2 separate regions of the Mus musculus genome follow, and region 2 is linked to region 1. Evidence: chromatin contacts called from public Micro-C data. All regions are on one chromosome and are shown on one strand. Each heading gives the region's core, a stretch centred on a gene start, on an enhancer-like site or on the middle of the called end of the contact. The rest is flanking DNA. Distances are from core to core; before and after follow the strand shown.

What was found. Hi-C and Micro-C count contacts between places; a contact is called where the count stands out from the background.
Region 2: a Micro-C map of muscle stem cells shows a contact between it and region 1, with 4 times the contacts expected there. The contact joins the enhancer-like site here to the promoter of Flrt2 in region 1. A contact is called at or near these places in 1 of 484 Hi-C or Micro-C datasets (muscle stem cells), 1 of 115 datasets of contacts at active chromatin or transcription factors (bone marrow-derived macrophages) and 2 of 9 other capture datasets (adipose tissue and liver).

The regions. Positions count from the first base shown.
Region 1 is chr12:95,688,451-95,694,742 of GRCm38.p6, forward strand. It overlaps Flrt2 (fibronectin leucine rich transmembrane protein 2), which reads left to right and starts at 3,776. Exons shown (of 2, transcript NM_201518.4): 1 at 3,776-4,165.
Region 2 is chr12:95,788,021-95,794,312 of GRCm38.p6, forward strand. No RefSeq gene overlaps it. Among named protein-coding and RNA genes, the nearest start is that of Flrt2, 99 kb to the left of the region's middle. Within about 2 kb of position 2,296, at least 14 of the 459 cell types and tissues checked have an H3K27ac peak or open chromatin away from gene starts, as enhancers often do. A contact at or near this core is called in muscle stem cells, where this site is marked.

The sequences.
Region 1 (6,292 bases), core at 2,526-5,025:
GTGAAATCAAACCATCTTTGAGCATCTGGTGAGGGGAAGCATGATGGACTATGTACAACTGAAATAGAAGCGTGAAACCAATATAATACTTTGAGATGCTAAGGTCTAGTTGAGAGACAAACTGCAGATAGTTAAACATCACTTTATGGAAAATTGAAATGAACAGCACTCTCTCGGGAAAATGTGACAGAGGGAGACGAGAAGCCATGGGTATAATGACTGCTATGTTTGCATAAATTAGTTGAGGTTTTGAACAAGTGAAGAATGTGATGTAGGAATAGAAGGGAAGCACAAAGAAGATCAAAGAAAGACTATTTTAATGCAGATTAGTTGAAGACTGATTCAAATTGAGTAGAGAAGGGAGAGTGTGGAACAATCTTTCAAAGACATACTGGAGGTGTTCATCATACCAGATGATGCTCTGCACACTGCTGAGGGAGAGGGGTAATAGGTAAGTCCTACCAGCTATAATTTCATGTCAGCCACCAAAAACGCCTGCATTGGCAAGATATCACTCATCAATGGTGCAATCGGACTTAAGGCCTGCTCAATAGGAAGGAATTAATGTCTGGTACTGTAAACCTGGAGATGCTGGAGAGATCATAAACCAGGAAGAAGAATTTAGTACTGCCATTTTCCAAAACGTATATGCTTCCCAAGCATATTATAAATACTTATCTTTACAGGTTACTGTAGCTCTTACCCTTCAACAAAGCAGCTTCTTTTGCAGCCGATGAAGACTGTTATAGAGGTCGGTAACTTGTCAAAATACAGAGAATAAGGGAAGGCAGGTGTCCAGTCACAACCGAAACACCTGCAGTGCAACATCTACACTCAAACAGCTCCAAGAGTATTATGGAAATTTAGTCAGAAAAGTTGGAAGATCAAGAATCTCGGGAGGCCTGATGTTAGATAGTAATCCTTAAGCATAACAGGACAAATGTACCCGTGAAAACTCATAATGTGATTGCTTGGACAAAATCTATGTAATGCCAGTGCCGGTTGACACGCCTGTGTGGACAACGAAAATTTCACATAGTCCCAAACTTACAAGTGGCTGATGAGAGGAGAATCAGGCTTTTCCAACCACCAGGTGTCTTATGGGATATTCAATCCCAGATAGGTAATGATAGGTAGACCTTAAGGCATAGATATAGAAGTTATGCTAAATGGACACATTGATCTCTCTCTGTCTCTCCATCTCTCTCTCTGTCTGTCTCTCTGTCTGTGTCTCTGTCTCTCTCTGTCTCTCTGTCTCTCTGTCTCTCTGTCTCTCTGTCTCTCTGTCTCTCTGTCTCTCTGTCTCTCTGTCTCTCTGTCTCTCTCTCTCCGTGTGTGTGTGTGTGTGTGTGTGTGTGTGTGTGTGTGTGTGTAACAATGATTAATGAGACCACTGATTTAGAGGGAGGAACATGAGGTTAATTTGAGGCATAGATGGTGCAAGTGATGTAGGTAACAATGCTCATGTTTGAAGCTCTCCAAAAAAAGAGAGAAAGAAAGAAAGAAAGAAAGAAAGAAAGAAAGAAAGAAAGAAAGAGAGAGGGGGGAGGGAGGGAGGGAGGGAGGGAGGGAGGGAGGGAGGGAGGGAGGGAAGGAGGGAGGGAGGGAGGGATAAAGGACCTAGGCCATTCCTTGAAGATGCTTTTTTTTTCTACTGTATGCTTTGTAGGAGTGTGGGTTTATTTCAGGGTCTTCGATTCTATTTCATTGATCAACCTGTCTGTATTTATACCAATACCATGAAGGTTTTGTCTTGTCTTTTCTTTCTTTTCTTTTCTTTTCTTTTCTTTTCTTTTCTTTTCTTTTCTTTTCTTTTTCTTTTTTTAATCACTATTGCTCTTCAGTACAGCTTGCAGTCAGGGAAAGTGATTCCTTCAAAAATAACTTTTTTATTGTTCAGAAATGTTCTGGCTATCTTGTTTTTGTTTTTTTGTTTTTCAAATACAAGACTTTTGTTCTGTCTGACCTCACTTCCATGCATTCCTTAAGTTGACTCTTCAGTCAGACTTACGACTTATCACATTGCTTCTCTACATACACTTCCAGTAGTATTTTCTTACATTTATAAAAATCATGATAATAATAATAACAACAACACCCATAGCTTTTTAGAAAGGAGGATATGCTCATTGCACTACTTTATTATACTTTTGAATCATCATTACTGGAAAATGAAATTATATTTATTAATAACCACCCCCTCTTCCTTTTCTGGATTAATTCTGTTTCCAGTAGCATGAATCACAATGTCAAGCCTGTTTAGGGTTTCATCTTGTTGGTTAACCAATATATGTTTGTAAGAATGAGCTTAATATACTGTCTTCTCAGAAGAAGGATATAGAGGATGATAGGTTCTGGGGACACATATGCATAACTGCACAGAAGAATGGATATTTAAAGAACGGTGGAAATGCATATGTCCTAAATTGTGAGCTTTGCTGATTCAAGAACCAAAGGAGCTATTGCTATGCTCTGCTGCCACCTTGGCAAATCAGAAGGATTTACAACGGAATTCTTCAAGCTGAAGTCTGAGGCAGCTCCAGAGGCCTCTCAGGACTGCTGGGCTCAGATGGGCATTTGCAGTTTCTGCCATTCACATCGGGTTGGGTATATTGGGTCCGGAGGAGGCACCGATTCGGTGGTAAAGCGCGGTTTGCTCTCCCTTTTAAAATAACCCCTTTCAGCAATGCCTATTCCACTGTCTAACAGCTTCCTACTGAAGAATAGAGCCTGAGAAAAACAGTTGTACGTTTGTGCTCAGATCACAGTGTCTGGGCTCATTTGACAGAGAAAGCTACAGCAGAAGAGAACAGTTTTCTCAGGCCTGAGTTTCTTTTCTGGGTCAACAAGACGGGTTCTCTGCTTATTCAATTAACTTTCTGGAAGTTCTGAATGTATAGGCAAAGCTGTTCACTAAACCCAAGCCGGAATTTGTTCATTATATAATTAACCTGTTCCAAGGGAGCTGAGGAGACATTGTTAGTCAAATCGCCCTTAAAACTAACCTGATATATATCAAGCCCTGCTCCCCTATTTTTAATTTTTGCATTTGTATTCTTTTTTCCCCCTCTCTATGTTTATTCCACTCATGCCTTTCTCTTTAGGCTCGTTTACCCAATCACATACCAACTTCGTTCTTGTCTCTTTTCCACCCGGTCTTCAGGTGTTTTACTCTTTCTTATTTAACTGATGTCATTTAGTTGACACCAGCTTCTGATGGGTAGGAGGGAGGCCACTCTCCTTGCGGTTTCATTTAAATTTGGCAGGAGTGGGTGGGTCCCCTTCTCCATTCCTCTCGCACTGCACTTGAAACTCTGTTAAGAGTTAGAGCTTGATCAGAGATTTCTAAGTCTTCAAAGCGCAGCTGGGCAAGGAAATTATATGAGAGGCGGGGGACACAGAAGTAAAGGAATAAAAGCCAACTTTGCTGGCAACTTCAATAAATCCGGTAACTGGAGGTTAAAAAAAAAATAGATTGTGAGGGCTGGGTCTGGTCCGGATGAAACGTTAGGTTCCTTCCCATCTCCGAGTCTCTCTCGGAAAGCGCGCCACTGGCACCTTGCCACCCAAGTGCCCCTAGACAGCCACACGCCCACTGGAACTGCACGTGAACAAAGCTTTTGCCCGGAAAGCCAGCGTCTGTGGTTTCTCAGCGCAATCTAGCTTCTATCCGGAGTGTAGGGTGAACACAGGGTTAAGCCAGTTCCCTCCTCGATGGGAGGGAAAGGAGTGGGAGGTGAGCAAAGCTTTCTGTCTTGCCGGGTACCTTGCAGTTAGTTGTACATTTGAAAGCAGTCGCCATCACTTGTGAGTTTGGCGTCATCCATTGTCACCACCAAGGAATGTGCGCTGGGAGATAACACCAAGGGCAGTGCTTCTCAAACACGCAGAGAGCTCTTTCTCTCTCTGCTTCCAGGTGCGCTCTTATCTGGTCCTCTGTCCCAAGTTTCCAGAACGTGGAGGCAGCAGCGCAGAACCGGTCACCGCGTCCACTGAACCTCAGGACCAGACTGGCAGTTCTCAACGATGGGCAGGAGGGACCTCGGCGGCGACCCCTAAAACAATACCATGCCCGGGGAGTCCCTCTACTGCCGCTCTAGCTTCTTCCCTTTCCACCTCCCGGACCCGGTTGGATTCGGATGAGCTAAGGAGACAAGGCTGCCAGGTAAAAGGATTGCTGTGCCAGGTGAAATTTCTAGTGACTGCCCTAGCTTTCTTTACATGGCCACCACATTATTTGGACCCCCACTCCCTTTTGAACAAGTGGTGGGTGGTCACTAGGTGGGTGTTCTATGTTTTGTCTTTTTATCCGCAAAGAAAATGGGATTCTTTTTCTATCTACCCCGACTACTTGGGGACCCGGTGTGTATGTGTGTGTGTGTGTGGGGGGGGGGGGGGCTGCGCCTTCTACATTCAAGTCGATTCCAAGTCCTCTAGGGAGTTTTGTAACCGAGTTGTGGGTAAAATCGCTCATTTGCTACCTGCCAAAAGCATCGATCCTAAATGGAGTTTTCCAAATCCCCTAAGCTTAGAACAGCCTTTCATTTCCTTAGAATGCTTCTCTTAAGTCCGGTAAGTAACAACCCTCCATACCCATCTGGGTTGAATGCAAGAAGTGTTATTATCAAGCCTCAGTATCTCAAGCCCCTACCTGCCCTATGCCCGAAATCCGGGATCAATTCCCCACTAAATTGGGGATGCTAGTTCGTTTTCTTTCCAATCGCTCGTGATTTTTACAAGCCAAGGACCTTTCCTGCCCTGCTGTTGCACCAGAACTGGTAGTTCCATAGCTGGTGTAATTGTGCTTTCCTTACTGGTCAGGGATGGAAAAGTCCCCAGGAGATCCCGATACTGGGGAGTCCACTTTCCCTGCGTCCAGTGCCTGGGCTGCGGAGATAGGTCCTTCTATGCCCTCAGGCGCTGAATGCAGATACCCAGAGTAGTAAGGGGGACGGACCTATCCAGCTGCCCTAGAGCCTCCACTAGACTCTGGCCTCCTGGAAAAAGCCCTCCTCTGAGCTGAACAGCCCAGGGCTCTTACTGGAGTTTTGAGAGCTAGTGTGGTCACTTTTTCTTGTAATCTCTTCCATGATTAAGAAGCCCAGCTAGCTAAGTCTGTCTTGGAAGGGCTGGTCCCACACTTGCTATTTGGATAAATCATGTGGCCTGCCAGGCGCCTTGGGCGACCAGGGGCAGTTGTTCCTGAAGGCTATCAACATCACCACTCTTATCTTGGCACTTTACTTCGGAAGCTTCCAAGATGACTCTCACTATCTGTTCTCAAATTAAAGTCTCCATTGGAGCTCCATTCTCTCCTGGTTATTTGTAGGTTACACTTTGAGTTTGGAGAAAAGACAGACGAGGGTATGTCTATGTGTTTTCTAGCCTCCTTTGTATATATAAAGCACGGGGAAGGGTGGCAAGCTCTCTTGAACCCCAGTGGTGTGTGCCAATGTGAGAGAATGCCCGAGTCGCGGCGGGTTTGGGTGGATCCCTGTGTGGCTTGGGAGACAAATCGGGCGTTTCTCCAAGTCGCCTTACCAGGGTTTAAGAGCTCAAATCCATGAAGGTAGCAGACACAACAGCACTGCAAGGAAATAAAAACAATTGGGGAAGTGCTGCCAAGTGACTCAGACTTTGAACTGAGGACAAGGAGTGCGGTCTCGCTCGGGGGTTCCTCCGGAAACCATCTCCAGCGCGTTATAGCCAACGCCCCTGCCAAAGTTCTCAGCCCCCGGAGCAGAGGACATCTCTAGGGAGTTGGTCCAGGCCAGCTTTCAAGTTGTAAATCGCTTTTCCCGGGGCCCTACCCACGGTGCGCCTCTACAGCCTAACGCTAGGCGACGGCTTGCTCCCCCTCCCCCTTCTGTTAGTATTCCGCCGGTCTCCAGACTAGTTAAAACAGGACCACAACTTGCTGGAGACACGGGGACAGCAATGAATGGGGGAGCAAACCAGGCCACCATCCCCTTGCCAAAAGGGGGTGGGGGTGGATCAAATAAAGAGTCATGTCTCCCATTTCTTAGATTACCCTTTAACCTTTGCAAAGAGACTCGCAAGTGAGAAAGCTGTATCAATTGGACGTCCTAACTGTAGAGCTGGTTAGTCTTTGAAGCGGTCATTGTCAGTTGTCTATTGTAATTTATGGAGACAACTCATCTACGGAACATCTCTCTTTCCAGGAGCAGGCAGGGTAATGGGGGAAAGTAGATGTGTCTAAATATGATGCCACACTCTAATTTCTACAGTTAAAGTTTATGGAAGAAAGCTTGCTGAGTGGACCTTTGATAGA
Region 2 (6,292 bases), core at 1,046-3,545, 98 kb after region 1:
TTTTACTCTTATGTTCTAGACATGCTGGGAATTTTCAACATGTTCTATCAATTCTTCCAGCCTGTCCATTGCTGAGTAAAATTCCAGACCCCTGATATGTTCCATCTGCTTTGTCAGTTTTAAATCTGAAATGCCTCCTATGAATGGAAGCTTGAACCATGTGAGGTAGCCCTACTCAAAGAGCTGAAAATGAATGTCCTTTATGTAATGAAGGAAAACAGTTCACTTCCCTCAAAAAAATACTTGATTACCCCTTAATATGTATTTTACAGAAATTTTTTGTGGTCATATATCAGATTTGAATCACGACATGACAGTAGGGTGAAATGAGTGAACAGGTGACATGAATTTAAAAACTTCATTTTATTCATATTTCAGAGCCAGTTTTGAACATAGAGGCATATAAAGGGATTGTTATCTTTTAATTATCTTGCAATAAAATGACATGATTATGAAAAGCCCACAAAGCACCAGTCCCTATGAAGTCAAACATTCTGACAGTTTGGGTGGTAAAATCAATTTTCTCCATTTGAGAAGAAGAAGTATATTTCCTTTTATTTCAAGCAGTAAACTCAGACAAGACCATCACTATTCACTGTTTTAGCCCAGAAGAAAGTGCAAAATATCACTTATAGGTTCAGACTGTATCATCTTACTTTCAGATATGGAGGTTCTATAATCCTTCCTAGAAACAACTTCTACTTACAGAAAGATACATTAGTGGTAATTAAAAACTCAGACTCAGAATCAGTCTGATTAGTTTCAGAAATGTGACCATGCTATTAACTAGCCAAGTACCCTAAGTAATTGGTTGCATTTGAAACTATCCGTTTCCTCTTCTATAAATAAGAATAATACTCTGCAATGTCAACCTCTAGAAGAATGTGGCCCAGTATTTGGTCCTGAAAATCACCAAATGAATTACATTAAGCTTTATGTTGTATGGTTTTTGTTGATTTCTTCAATACATCCATTATTTTTGATGGAAATTAAACTTTAGAGTAATTGACAATTCTATGTAGATGGTATCTATGTAAAGGTAGATGGTATCTATGTAACTGTGCACAACTGTCAGCATCACAGATAGGTTTTCATTGTCCTAATATTTTTATTATTTTGAAAGAGAATGAAGAAGTGATTTGTTTCATGATAGCACACAGAATAGCAGGTTCTTTGCTTCTTGGTAAGGCAAGAACCAGTGAACAGCTGTTAAGTGAAGGAAGAACACACTGCTTTGTACCTGTAGCTTATTCTCTCTTGTGTGCAGAATGCCAATAAGTGTGTTTATTATTGAAAGTCAGCTCAAGATCTGTAAGCATCATACATCACTAAAATGGAGTATTCAGAAGATACTACAATACAAAAGGCATGATTTAAAAGGCAATACATTTGCCTTAAATCTCTATGTAATTTTTTTTTATTTACCATGTCAGGGTCAGATCTATTGCCTTCATTAAGCTGTACTCTGAATTCCACATAAGTCTAGTTTACATGACTTCATGTGACTTTATGCTATTATTCCAGCATCATAATATATAAATCTATTCTTGGGTTACAATGACTAGGCAGACACATCCAAAGGAAACAGAGAAATGTGAGCTGCCACTTGAGAGGCAGGAATCAAATATTTTTCCTCTATAAACAATAAGCCATCTCTTCAGCCCTTGTGATGTTATTTTTATATCTTCTTACTATCGTATTCTTTGTCAGTGTAAGCAAATAGACTCAATTCATCTTTCTCACCATATTTTTCATCAGCATCATTTTCCCTGATATTTTCTCTTTTCTTAAAAAAAAAAAAAGGAGAAAGCCAGACACTTCATTTGTTCATGGAACATGGTTTTCATTCCCATCCTTAATTTCCTTGTACAATTGGTTTGAAGGAAATTATTTGCCAAGTATCCAAGGAAACCATCATTATGTGATTCGATAGACCCGATCTCTATTCACCTTGGACAAGTATTGACTAGCTGGCCCTCAGTTCTTTGTGTTATATTACCTTCTTTACTGACTCTCACTAGCAAGAAAATGGTCAATTGCACTAGTCTTTTTGAGTACGGAGAAGCCGGAGTCAAAAAGATAAAAAATGAAGTGGCGTCCAATTCCATAGGAACCAAAGCACCAATCTATAGAATCTTAGACTATTTCATGAAAAGCTAACCTATTCAAACATCACAGTTCTCTTTAATTCTGAGGAGAAAGCTATCTACAACGAGGTTCAGATCTCTGCCACTCCCTGTACTAATGTGAATCAGGAGCACATTTATACTCTGGACTTCTCATCTAGGTCAGTGGAATTCAGTTACTCATCTCCACAATTTAACAGCTCACCACAGGGTCTGACACATACCCAGTGCAGAGTAATACTTTGAAAAATGTGTGGTAGTAGTGTCCAGAATTTTATTCTCTATACACCAGTTATCTGTTGAACCATGGGTATGGCCACTTATTTTAGTCATTGTCAAAAGCAGAAGAGCTTGTTGCAGTCTCAGATGTCCTGTTGGGTTTAAGTTCTGCTTCACTCTTGTTATTTCCTGCGAAGTTTAGCTTCTGTTTGTTTATTTTGTGTGTTGTCTTGGGAAAACAGACAAAAAAAAAAGGAAACAAACAAAACAACTGAAGAAGATGCATAGAGGAAATATACATAGAATCATCAAGCAGCCAGTTCTACTGATTTTATTTTAAAGCCTGGCATGTTGAACATTATCCTGAAGCAATTGAGAAGCAATTAAGAGTATTTACTGCTCCGAGAGAGAACCCACATCAGGAGGTTCACAAACATCTGAAAACGTAGTTCCATTTCATCTGTTTCCCTCTTCCAGCCAGCACAAGTACCTGCACACATGTGGTAAATGTAAACTAATAGAGGCCTACACATATATAAAATTTTCAAAAAAAATAATAACTTTGAACAAGTTAGGCAAGTCACATACATACTCATGAACAACAGGAGTGATTTGAATCTCAAATTATTGTGACTTTGACTTCCTGTATGACTTCAATACTCCCTCATACATGGGATAAGATATTCATGCCTCTGAGGGTTTACTAGAGGAAATGGTGGTGAGAAGAAGTGAGCGACAAGCATTACAGCTAAAACCTGAAAAATGTATGTAGAGGAAAACAACAGGAAACACTTTCATTACTTCAGATAAGAATTAAATAACTAAGGAGAAATATTTATAAAACACATAGAGGAAAAACTTCATTTGAGTTTTCTAAAATGCTGAATTTGTCTTCTATTTCTGCAAGTCTATGATGTTAGAAGCTAGCAATTCTTTCATACTTAGAGAAATAAAATTATGAGAATAATACAAAGGATAATATTACATCATATGCAGCATGTAATTTAGAGTAAATAAAACATCTTTCAACACCACCTCCCACATTCCATCCCCTAAATCTGGAAACAATACTTTTTTTTTTTTAAATCAGAGAATGCATTCTCAGAATAATTAGGTTATTCTTCTCCAACATCTTCAGTAACATTGATAAAACTACTTTGGAACAGATAACAATGAGATGCTAATTACAAAATTTTAGACTTAAAATAGTTGTCTTTAAACAGCCTTCTTATGATCATATCACACACCTGGAGAAATAATAAAACATTTTTTATTAAGGATGTTTATATAGTGTAGACTTTCCAATAATTTATAATTGTCTAAAAACTGAGATTTTAAATGGACTGCTTTTAAATATCCAATTGGAAAGGGATCATTAGAACTGAAATTGAAGCATTACCTATTCTTCAACAAGCAGTCATTTATATTTCTAATTTACTAGCTCTTGTTATGAAATTTTAAAACTTTAATTCTTTAAGAAAATTTGATAAAAGATAGCCAGATTATTAAAATAATATTTTAAGCATGCATAAATATTGTGCTTTCTCTATGTAGAGCTAATAAATGAATTAACAAAGAGAATTTAATAAAAGTATTTAGTGATATTTTTATTACAAATATTAAAATTCTAATAAGCAGTGTAGGAACATGAATATTACAATGTAATGGCAGGAAACCAAAGGTGGCATCACCAGGGTGAAAAGTTACCACATCCTATTAATCTCAATTAATTCTCCACAGGGATAGAAAATTAAATTTTAAGAGACGTGTCTTTGTAATAATTTATTTTATTAAATATAGTTGCTATCAGTGAACTCATTACTATAAAGTCTGATTCCAAGTGCAAATGCCCCTCCTCAAATATACAACAAATTATTATAAGAAATAAGTCTTTTAACCAATAAAGTTTTTTATAAAACTTTGGTCACATACTGACAGTCAAAGATAAAGAACAAAATGTGGCCAAATAAATTGTGACACTGTATACATTTAAGAATAAGACTAGTGCATGCTTTGGATGACTAAACATTCATCCTAAAACATTTGTGATTTGGGTAAACATATAAATCAGTACAATTTAGAAGCAATGGGAAATTATATTTACACCAAGAACTTAGTAAAAGCACTAACAAGGAGTTTAAAGTAATAAAGCTTCCAAATACCGGAAAGCTGACTGCTATTATGAACATCTCACAGTCTTACACCCTCCCATATGAGCCGTAGTGATATAGTCCCAAAAATGAGTCCATCATTCATTTCTACTATACCTTTATGACTATAAAAAATATTGGACTCGAAATAAAATTTAAAAGATGGTCACTTACTGCATCTATACACGAATTCCTGTAGAAAAGTCTGCAGAGTTTCCTTAGTTTACTCTCATAGCATCACAGATGAGCTACGTATTTGTAACCACATAACATCAGTAAAAGGTAGCTCAAATTTCTGTTCTTTTTTGCTCTAGAATCCTCCATTTGGCTTAATGACCTATCATAATCTACATACTTGTGATTTTAATCGTAACGATCATCAACTGGATGTGTAGACTTAACCTGGGTTCTTTTCCAGTCTTTAATAGAGGACTCCTAGCTAAGTAATTTCACCTCAGAATGTGAGACTATCAGGGAATGAGTGGAATACATTCTGAGATGTGCAGGGCCACACCAGCCCATCCATAGCCAGCTTGTATAAGAAATCAGGAAAACGTCAGCACTCAGATCTCACAGCCACAGACTATGACACCAGCACAATGCTCATGGCAAAGGGTTCCTGGCAAATTTGCTGGCTGGCTCATATCCTTTGCCTGTTCATGTAATATATAGATTCACACCTTGAAGAGAAGGACGACACAAGACACCACTGGAGGACACTGACAGTAGCCAGTGGCTGTATGAGAGATGTAAGCTGAACCTGGAAATTTCACAAAAGTCCCTCTGAATTAACTACATCCTTCTGCTCTACTTTGCCTGAAACATAACCTGTGTAATGAGAGAGAAAAAGAGTATTTTTGACCACTTGGGAGAATGAGGCTCTGATCATCTTGAAGCATCTGGCCAGAATCTGCTATAGCCAAGACATTAAGAAAATGAAGCCAGAATGTAAGATCATCCCACAGAATAATGGTCTTCTCAGAAACCCTTGGAAAGCCATCATAATTAGTAGAAGAGATCCCACATCTGTGGATTTCTTGCTTATGATACCCCTGACTTACAATGCATATTTGAGTCAAAGTGTCTGCAAGGACTGGTTCTAACCATCTTCACAGCTTACACAAGTGACTCTAAAGGTTCTCTGACTAAATGAAAATGAACCAAATACTCCTACCAGCTGCATATACAACAGTGGCCACATGGAGCACTAACTAGCTCCCTAAAAGGGCAGGCAGATGGGGAAAATGAGCCATTTTATATTGTTCCAGTCTTTGAAGGATTGACTGAAGTTGTACTTGTGCCTCTTTTCACTTTCTTTTGTACATAGCCTAATTGTGTCATGGGTCCTTTCTTCTTTTACCCAATCCTTGTTCATCCAGGCCATTTGAAGCCTAGGTTCCTAGTTTTCCCCTGGCAATGTTCCCTTTTAAAGTTACTGTGTTCCGCACTGACACCCACATTACAGTCTTGTTGGTCAGTTGCTGTAGTGTTTTGAAGAGCCAATTTTTGGACTCTTCCTCGGAGCTTTTCCTCACACTGCAGCCTGAGATGTTGGTCTATGACCCGCTTCCCAGTGTGGTTCCTATCCTACCCTTTCTATAACCTATTACACTTTAGATACACTTGCCCTGGCTATTGAACTCATCACATTTCAATATGACCTTGAAGGACTTCCTAGAGATCCTGGTTTTACGGCCATTCTGATGAGATAGACAGTGGTTTGAGGCTTCTTAGTCAATGAATTTGTAGAGCTCAGAGGAAGAATTTTGGAGCCAGAACACTTCTTAATTTTATCAG